Regions from separate parts of the Zea mays genome. Here all the other regions are linked to region 1. A link is a contact called in public Hi-C data. All regions are on one chromosome and are shown on one strand. The core of a region is the stretch at or near the end of the contact, and the rest is flanking DNA. Distances in the headings are between cores, read along the strand shown.

Evidence for each region. A called contact is a pair of places that touch in the nucleus more often than the background predicts.
Region 2: a Hi-C map of ear shows a contact between it and region 1, with 5 times the contacts expected there. The contact joins the promoter of LOC100277096 here to the promoter of LOC100285399 in region 1. A contact is called at or near these places in 2 of 25 Hi-C or Micro-C datasets (bundle sheath and ear).
Region 3: a Hi-C map of bundle sheath shows a contact between it and region 1, with 2.4 times the contacts expected there. The contact joins the promoter of LOC100282278 here to the promoter of LOC100285399 in region 1. A contact is called at or near these places in 5 of 25 Hi-C or Micro-C datasets (bundle sheath, ear, endosperm and 2 more).

The regions. Positions count from the first base shown.
Region 1 is chr8:64,322,099-64,324,798 of Zm-B73-REFERENCE-NAM-5.0, reverse strand. It overlaps LOC100285399 (set1 complex component swd2), which reads right to left and starts at 1,270. Exons shown (of 9, transcript NM_001158292.2): 1 at 1,068-1,270; 2 at 883-983; 3 at 122-295; 4 at 1-37. The coding sequence starts at 1,142.
Region 2 is chr8:64,064,795-64,067,494 of Zm-B73-REFERENCE-NAM-5.0, reverse strand. LOC100277096 reads left to right here and starts at 1,270. Exons shown (of 3, transcript XM_008657765.4): 1 at 1,270-1,581; 2 at 1,660-1,712; 3 at 2,084-2,491. The coding sequence starts at 1,512. The coding sequence ends at 2,188.
Region 3 is chr8:63,890,611-63,893,310 of Zm-B73-REFERENCE-NAM-5.0, reverse strand. LOC100282278 reads left to right here and starts at 1,326. Exons shown (of 3, transcript NM_001155190.1): 1 at 1,326-1,562. The coding sequence starts at 1,484. LOC101027216 (a long non-coding RNA gene) reads right to left here and starts at 1,070. Exons shown (of 2, transcript NR_169068.1): 1 at 914-1,070.

The sequences.
Region 1 (2,700 bases), core at 21-2,520:
GCTATCATTGACAGGTGACATACATAATGAAACGACCCTGAGACGAAACGGAACATCTCTCAGCATCTGCCCTTGCCACAAACAAGAAATGCAGCAGCATCAGAAGAAAAATAAAACAAACCTGTCTTTGTGTCCTTTGAAGTATCTTAAGCAACGGTTGTCATACAATGACAGATAACGAAGTGACTCTATAGACTCTAGGTTGTACCGTGAAGAGCATAAGATAGAACTTGGATGATGACTAAAACAGACACGGTCAGCACCATGTTTCCTGTGATACGTAGTCTTTAACAACCTGAAACAATAGTCAGCAGGCTCTAGCACTGATTACTGGTGGCTTACTAAATATACTTTCATAGAGCACATATGACGAAGCAAACTTCTACCGATCATAGAGAACAATGACAGGATAGGGAAAACAGGGTCACCAAAACTAAACTGCTGGATGATCTAAAGCTTTTATAAAACATTCGGAATGAACAAATACTACCTGCCATCCAAAGCTTTCATAAAACATTCGGAATGAACAAACACTACCTGCCAGCACGGCAGCACAAGTAAAATCACATCTCTAGCAATATGGCCAACATGACAGAAGAGCAACACTAAGGCATAATCCATGTATATTTATCAAATGTTAACTGCCCATTGCCAAACATGCTACATTTAGAAAATTAGCTTCAATAGCATCTACTCCAGTAACATTGATTCTAACCACAAAATATATTAGTCCTATAATCTCTTGCAATAAGGTACCCAAAAATCACATCGCTGTACACATCAGTAGAACCAACACTTTTCCTCACATGCATTAGATTCTACACATTACAGCTACAACAAAAAAAACGTTCGGAGAAATCAATCATAGGCTACGGTACCCACGTCGCGCTGGTGATGTTGTATAGGCGGATGGAGTCGTCCTCGCTAGAGGTGATCATGAGATCTTCCGTGCGGTGGAAGTCGAGGCAATTGATCTTCCCGGTCTGCAGCCGATTTGGACGGCGAATTAGTGCGAGGCAAAAACCTTAAGGAATAGGTGGGTTGGGGCTTGTATCACCGGGACTCACATAGTCCGTGAAGACAGCGCCGATGGCCATGCCGTGGACGATCTCGTCGTCCAGCTGCGGCAACGCCGCCGCCATCTTGTTCCCGGCGTGGCTGCTGCCAACCGAAGAGACCGAAACAGCACAGCAGTCTGGGCACAGCCGCGCAGGAGGCGAGGTCCACTGCCGCGAGCGCGGCTACCGGCGGGCGACAGTTGGAGTTGGAGGATTAGGGGGGGGGGGGGGACGGGCCACCGAGAACGGGAGGCGCCGGGAACGGGTGCAGGTGTGGCACAAATACCCGTCGCAGGAGTTGGATTTTGGAGGGGTTTGTACTTGTGCTTATATACGTAGGGTTTAAGAATACTGTATTAGGCAAGGGCTAAATACGATTAATTCGATCCTCTAATGTTTAGAACCAAAATTACGTTGGTTGTTCGATTTTTAAAGATACGAAACCAACGATTAATTTGGTTCTAAGGCTGTCCGCAGTGATCTACTCGATCACGTACGCTACAAAGGTAGCGTCGAATATGGAGTAACGCGACGACTGCAACGGCAAACTCTACGTACTACTCTATCACGCAGTAAGGAGAGAGGAACGCTATATACAGCGTACGCTCGTTTCTACTCTACGTACTGTTCCTGGCTGACAGCGCTGTTGGGAGTTCGGAGGGATAGACAGTGGCAGGCGCGGTGGGATAGAATAGTGTGGGAAAAATATAATATAATATATGGTAGTTGGTATAGGGTAGATATATAGAGTAATTGTGACCGCGGATGATTGTGGTATAGAGTAGAGAATCTCGCTGACTAGGATGAAATATTCCTTTTAGAGTAGAAATTTAGGGTTCCACGAGTGCGGATAGCCTAACTAATTTGGTTTCGATTTTGATTGATTTGATTCGGTTTATTTTGCTCAGGCGGGAGAACATGTACGACACGATAGGGAGCAGAAACTCGGTCCCATGGCTTTGTTGTGCTCCCAAATAAGCCTTAGACCTAGTTTTGTTATTTTAGTATTGATCTCAATTCCCATGTGTTGAGATAAATTAAGGTATAATAATTTATATCTAAATCTACCTTAACACATATGAATCTTAACACATATGAATTAGAGTTAATACTGAAGTACACAAACAAATCCTTAGTACTACTAGTTTGAGAACCTTAATTTTTCAAGGGCTAATACTGAAGTACACAAACAAAGCTCGGTCTCACGGCTTACTTTACCGGGCACTGCAGTTTGGCAGCGGATCAGCAGCCGAACCGGTGAAACAGCTACATAACCAATTGCCAGGATGCCAACCAAGACAAGACTGTCAATACGATGCAGCCTGAATGTATATAGCTAGCGTACAGATAAAGTGTAAAACTCAACCTGAAGTGCTTGATATGATAGCTAAACAGTCCTGTCATCAGGATCAACGACCGGCCCTAACACTACTGCCGGCTACTACGAGGTCTTGGCTGCTGGCGACACCTTGGCCATACCAATTCATTCCCAACGACCACGAATGCAAACATCCTCTTTCACACTCACACCCCCTCACATCCACCACTTGGAGACCAAATTTTTTTCTGCCTTTTTCCCCTTTTGGACCCAGTGCTGGATGAACTTTTTATTTCAAAATCGTATCTGCTTCGAAACGAAGAC
Region 2 (2,700 bases), core at 21-2,520, 260 kb after region 1:
ACCCACAGGCCGCAGCCATCTTTTATTATTAGGTCGCTTGCTGTTGCTGTTGCTGCCTGCCAGGACATGCAGCTATGCATGCATCATGCACGCGAGAGCAACCGGTCGGCGGCGACGGTGCGCGCTGCCTCCGGTAGTGGGCGCTGCTCGTGCTGCTGCACTAGCTAGCACAAGCAGCAGCACTGCAGGTGACGGCGATCCCATCGCGTACGTCCTGCTAGCTGCTGCGCCCGTGCGGCGTATCGCCCCAGCCGTATCTAGGTGCTAGCTAGCTAGGGTGATGGGTACGCATGCTAGCGCTGCAGATCGAAATGGCACTATAGCGCGCGCGCGCGCGCACTGATCCGCCCACCTCCAGAGCGTCCAAGTGCAACTGCATGTGTCGTCGTGCTCGTTGCGTGCGTGCCGCACCACTGCCACAACAGCACTGTATGTCACTTTCGGCGGCTGCTGTTATTTTCGGCGGCCAGGAGGTGGCCGCCGAAAATAAGTAAATAATTTCGGCGGCAGGAGCAAACCGCCGAAAATAAGGTTATTTTCGGCGGCCGTGTCAGAAGCCGCCGAAAACAGTCTTATTTTCGGCGGCTTCTGACACGGCCGCCGAAAATAAACTTATTTTCGGCGGCCAACACCCTAGCCGCCGAAAATTATGTATTTAAAAATACCCGGTTCCTTCTTCCTCTGTTCGGTTTCTTCTCCGTCGCATTTCTTCTCCGCCGCCGCTTCCTGGCCGCTCGTGCGCCGCCTGGCTCGCCCCACCGCGCCGCCACTAGCCGAGCCGCGCCGCCTCTCGTCCCGCCGCGCCGCCCCTCGCCCCCCCGCAGCGCCGCCCCTCGCCCCACCGCGCAGCCCACCGCGCCGCCCCTCGCCCCCCCGCAGCGCCGCCCCTCGCCCCACCGCGCAGCCCATCGCGCAGCGGCGCCAGCACCCAACAAATGTCAAATGGGCTGTGAACTGAACACAGTAGTACAGAAACGAACAGTTTGTGCATGTGCTGCTGCTTCGCGCAACCGCATGCATGCTGCATAGCATAGCCTACACATCAAATTAAATTAAATTAAGGCAGCATATATATACTGCCATGAACAGTTTTGCACTGTGTGCTAGACGACTGCTAGCTCTACTCTTAACCTGTGTGGTGATGATCGGATGACGAATACAATAGTTGACCTTTGGGAGGAGGCCCATGCATATTGGCTTTCGTTTTCATCGCCAGCCCGGCCGTGCATATATGGGAGAGTCATCAGCAGCAGCAGATAGATGCAGGTCACTGGTGGCACGGCACAGCCGCACACACAAACACACTATTGCAAAAGCATGGACAATATATGGGCGTGCCCTTTCCAGCTGTTAGGGATCGGAGCAGCTAGCGCTACCGTTCGTCGTATATAAAGGGGCCACTGGTGGTACGTACGTTCCAGCTCCTCACAGAACTAACAGTTCTGAGATCGAGCTGCACAAGGAAGGAAAGAAGGAGACACACAATCGTCGCCTGCTTAACCAGAGCGACAATGCCCAAGCTCAGGCTCATCTTCACCGTTATTCTTGTGGTGTCTCTACTGTTCAGTGGTGTGTCTTCAGGTAGTACAGTCCGTTTCCTTGCTGGTGAGTTATGTATATAGTCGTACACGGTTGAAGAGCTTCCCTGTTTGCATGCAGGACAAACTGCAGCTACACAAGCCAGCGATGCAGATCTTTCTGAAGCGGTTGAGGTTGAGGTCGGCATCTCTAATCTTGGTTGAAACAGCTGTCAGACATTTAAAGGAAGTGAAATCGTGTTTAATTAGAAACCATCGCTAATTGGTTTTGTAGAAAGCATATTATTGAAGTGTTTGATACAATTCGATCAGTAGGCTATTGTTAGTTTAGGTAAACAAAACAAATAACTTCTTTTACAGAATTTGATATTTATTTTAAATATATAATTAAAATACTGGTTTCTATACGATTCGTCGTGTGTCACCTTTTCTCTTCCTATTATAAAAAAAAATAATAAGAGTTTAAACCTTAGTCCTTTTGGCTCTCGACATTCACTCACCTAACTAATCAGAACACATGCATGCATGTATTTTTCCAAACGCAGAGACGCAGTGGGAAGGTTCTGACGTACGTTCAGGACTACGACTACGGCGGGTCCAACCCCAAACATGACCCACGCAGGAAGCCAGGGAGCGGACACCCTCCATAGGTAGCCAAGGATAAACGTCCGGTGACGCTCCAGCCACTGGACTCTGCTGGTACCTAGCTAGTCTTGCTGAGTTGTTCCTGTAATGAGTAGAAAGAATCAGAACGGTTTGGTCCCGTCCACGCCCACGTCACTTTGTTAGCTACGTAGTAGTATAATAAGGTAGTCTTTTAGATGATGATGAAATAAAGATCCAGAATGTTCTGTCAGTCGAGACACCAGACTTTAAGTCCTATTTCTTTACCCTCTAGTTTATATAGTCTAGCTTAAATAAGCTGAAAGATAAACAAACAACACTGATTATCAGATGAATTATGTGATCTAGATGCCTACATTATGATAATGCATAAACAGATCAATAGATGGTTATATAATCCATAGGTTAGATTACACAATCCTATAAGGAAATAAACAGGACTGCTGATGGCTTCTTAAACCGTGTATCGTGTATGAAACGCCTCTTCGATTCCTGAGTACCCTGAGATAGGTCTGCCTGACGCCATAGATTCAGAAAG
Region 3 (2,700 bases), core at 77-2,576, 430 kb after region 1:
TTAGGGACTAAACTTTAATCCCCTAACTAAACTTTAGTCCCTAGACTAAAGAAATCAAACATAGTCTTAGTTCACTAAAGAGCATACGGGTAAAACACCTGAAATGACGTGCGTTATCTATTATCTCTGCTAGCTCGCGGACCATCCAGATCCAGTGCCACCTCTGATGTTCTTATCTGACGGCTCAGTGCTCACGTAGATGGTGCGGGCTGAAGAGGACTCCATGGCCCGGTTGAGCTTCCTAAACAGAGGGCTGACGGCGTCCTCCTTCCTTGTCCTCCTGTTGTTCTTTCATTCAGGTCTCTCTCATCTTTCATCTGCATGAACGGCCGCTGTGCTTCCATGCCTGCGCTGCGCTGCGCTGGTTAAATAGAAAATACGCGGTCGTGTGGAAATAAGCTGATGCCTCTGCGCCCTGCTTCTTCCATTTTGTCAAGGTCCGTCCGACACTGAATGAATTCTATAGTTTTTGGAGAAAGAATGAATATATCCTGATTCCTGAACCCCGATCCACAACCGGGAAAGGGCACCTTAGCTGATGTATTGACGTCAGGCGACATAAGCAAACGGATCAAAGAAGCACGCCGCCAGTTACGAGACGTGCTGGTGACCACCCTTACACACACACAAACTAAAAACACCACGCGAGCAGCGGATCCAGAAAGATACGGAGGATGGACTTATTCCTTTTATTTTCTGTATTTAAAATCGCATTTTTAAATTTCAAGTATAAAATTATAGCAGAAACTTAAGAGGGGCTTCCGGCTTCCGGCCTCCGGGGACCGTAGCGGGGGCTCGATCGAGCCCGGACAGCGGCCGCCCCGGTGCTGGATGCGCCCCTCTCATCTCATGAGAAGTAAGCTAGAATGAATTGGTGTTACAGAGATAGTGCGGAGGAGGGAGGGCTAATAACCTTGGCAAAATCAGGGACTCAGGGTGGACGGCTGCGCTGCCGCTTGCCGATGCCTGGCGTCCGGCGACGATCCACGGGCCACGGTGTAGGGTAAAGCACTTGCGACACGCGAGGGGAAGCCGGCGAGGAGGAAGAAGTGCCTCTTCTCTTCTACGCGCGCCGAGCGAGAGAGAATAGGTAGGTGAAGAAGAGAGGAGAGGAGGAGAAGGGTGGCCGCGCGTGCGGTCCAAACAAGGCGGGTGCAGCCGTGCAGGTGCTGCAGCGACGGTAGATTCGCTCGTCCGGGCAAAATATTCGCGCGCGCGCGAGGAATATTCCAATTGGCAACTCTGAATATGCCGTCAGCCTATCGGTTGGACCTCACTCCCTCAGCCCATCAACAAAATGGATCGTGCCCCACTGGACCGCGGATGTAAATGGGCTAGGCGTCGAAGCCTCTCCGCATAAGACACGGGCCTACGTCCAGTCGTCCACAGATCGGAGGAGAGAGCACTGACTCGTCTCCCTTCTCGTCTCCAGCGACGGCGAAGGCGAAGCGGAGGAGCGGGAGCAGAAACAGAAGAGGCAGCCATGGCCGTGATGGAGAAGCTCAAGATCTTCGTTGTGAAGGAGCCTGTTGTCGCAGCTTCCTGTCTCATCGCCGGATTCGGTACGCGCCCTGGCTTCTCCTCCGCAAACCCTACTAGATGTGCCCCTTGCTTTCGGTGTGCCTTGGCTTCGGGGTTCCGGTTGACGTTGACTCCGTCGTAGGGTTCTGGTAGGGCTTACATTTCTTTTCACTTGCTACTATTCGTTATATCCAGTATTCTATCTCAGAAGTTTTCAGTAGCTCTGCCCCAATGGCCATTGACACATGATTCATTAATATTATACTAACTGACAGGCTATACATTTACTTGTTCACTACAAAGATTCAGCTGTTACATTTCCCACCCAAGATAGTTAAACTGCAATGCTAACTAGTACTCCCTCCATTCCACATTGTAAATCGATATAGATTTGTGTAACTTTGACCAAGTTTATAGCAAAATATATTAAAAAGTGCACCATCAAAATATATTTCATGGTATATCTAATGAATTAGTTCGATGATGTAAATATCTGTGCATTTTTCTATAGTCGTAGTCGAAGCTAGAGTGGTTTGACTTAGGACAAAACTAAAATCGCTTACAATTTGGAATGGACGGAGTAGGAGTACTCTTAAGTACCTAAAGAAAAGTTGAGAAGCTAGCTGTAATTGAACTATTGAAGACAAAATAGGTTAATGCTAGACCGGTTTTCAGCTCAATTTGACTAGTTTTTGTTGCCTCTCTTCACTTTTAAATCTCTATTTCTGTTTTACCTGAAAATGTTCTATGTGAAATCCGCTGTATTTTGTTGGTGCAGATGTGTGCCATAATAGGTATTATTTTCTCCATCCAAAATCTGGTTATGCTAAGTTCCTAATCTTCCTCCAAAATTGCATTAAAAAGCGAACACTTGCTTTGCTTGTAGAGGTAGACCGCATTAGGTTATGTGTTATGAATTTGAATGGCATTTGAAAAGACTTGATTGCCAACAAGGAGGTTTCTACCGTCTACCAATAATAAATAGACTCATGAAAACCAATATAGCCTGTAGAAATTGCCCAATGCACACACAAAAAGTGTTAGCCCACATCATTTATGAACTCTGCTTTGTGGATTCATTCATTTGGATAGTACAAGTAATAGCTCTGTCCACTTTATGTGGTGTTGTAGGCTAGAAATGTTTGTGTGCATTTGTTGAATTTAACCTATTTATACCAT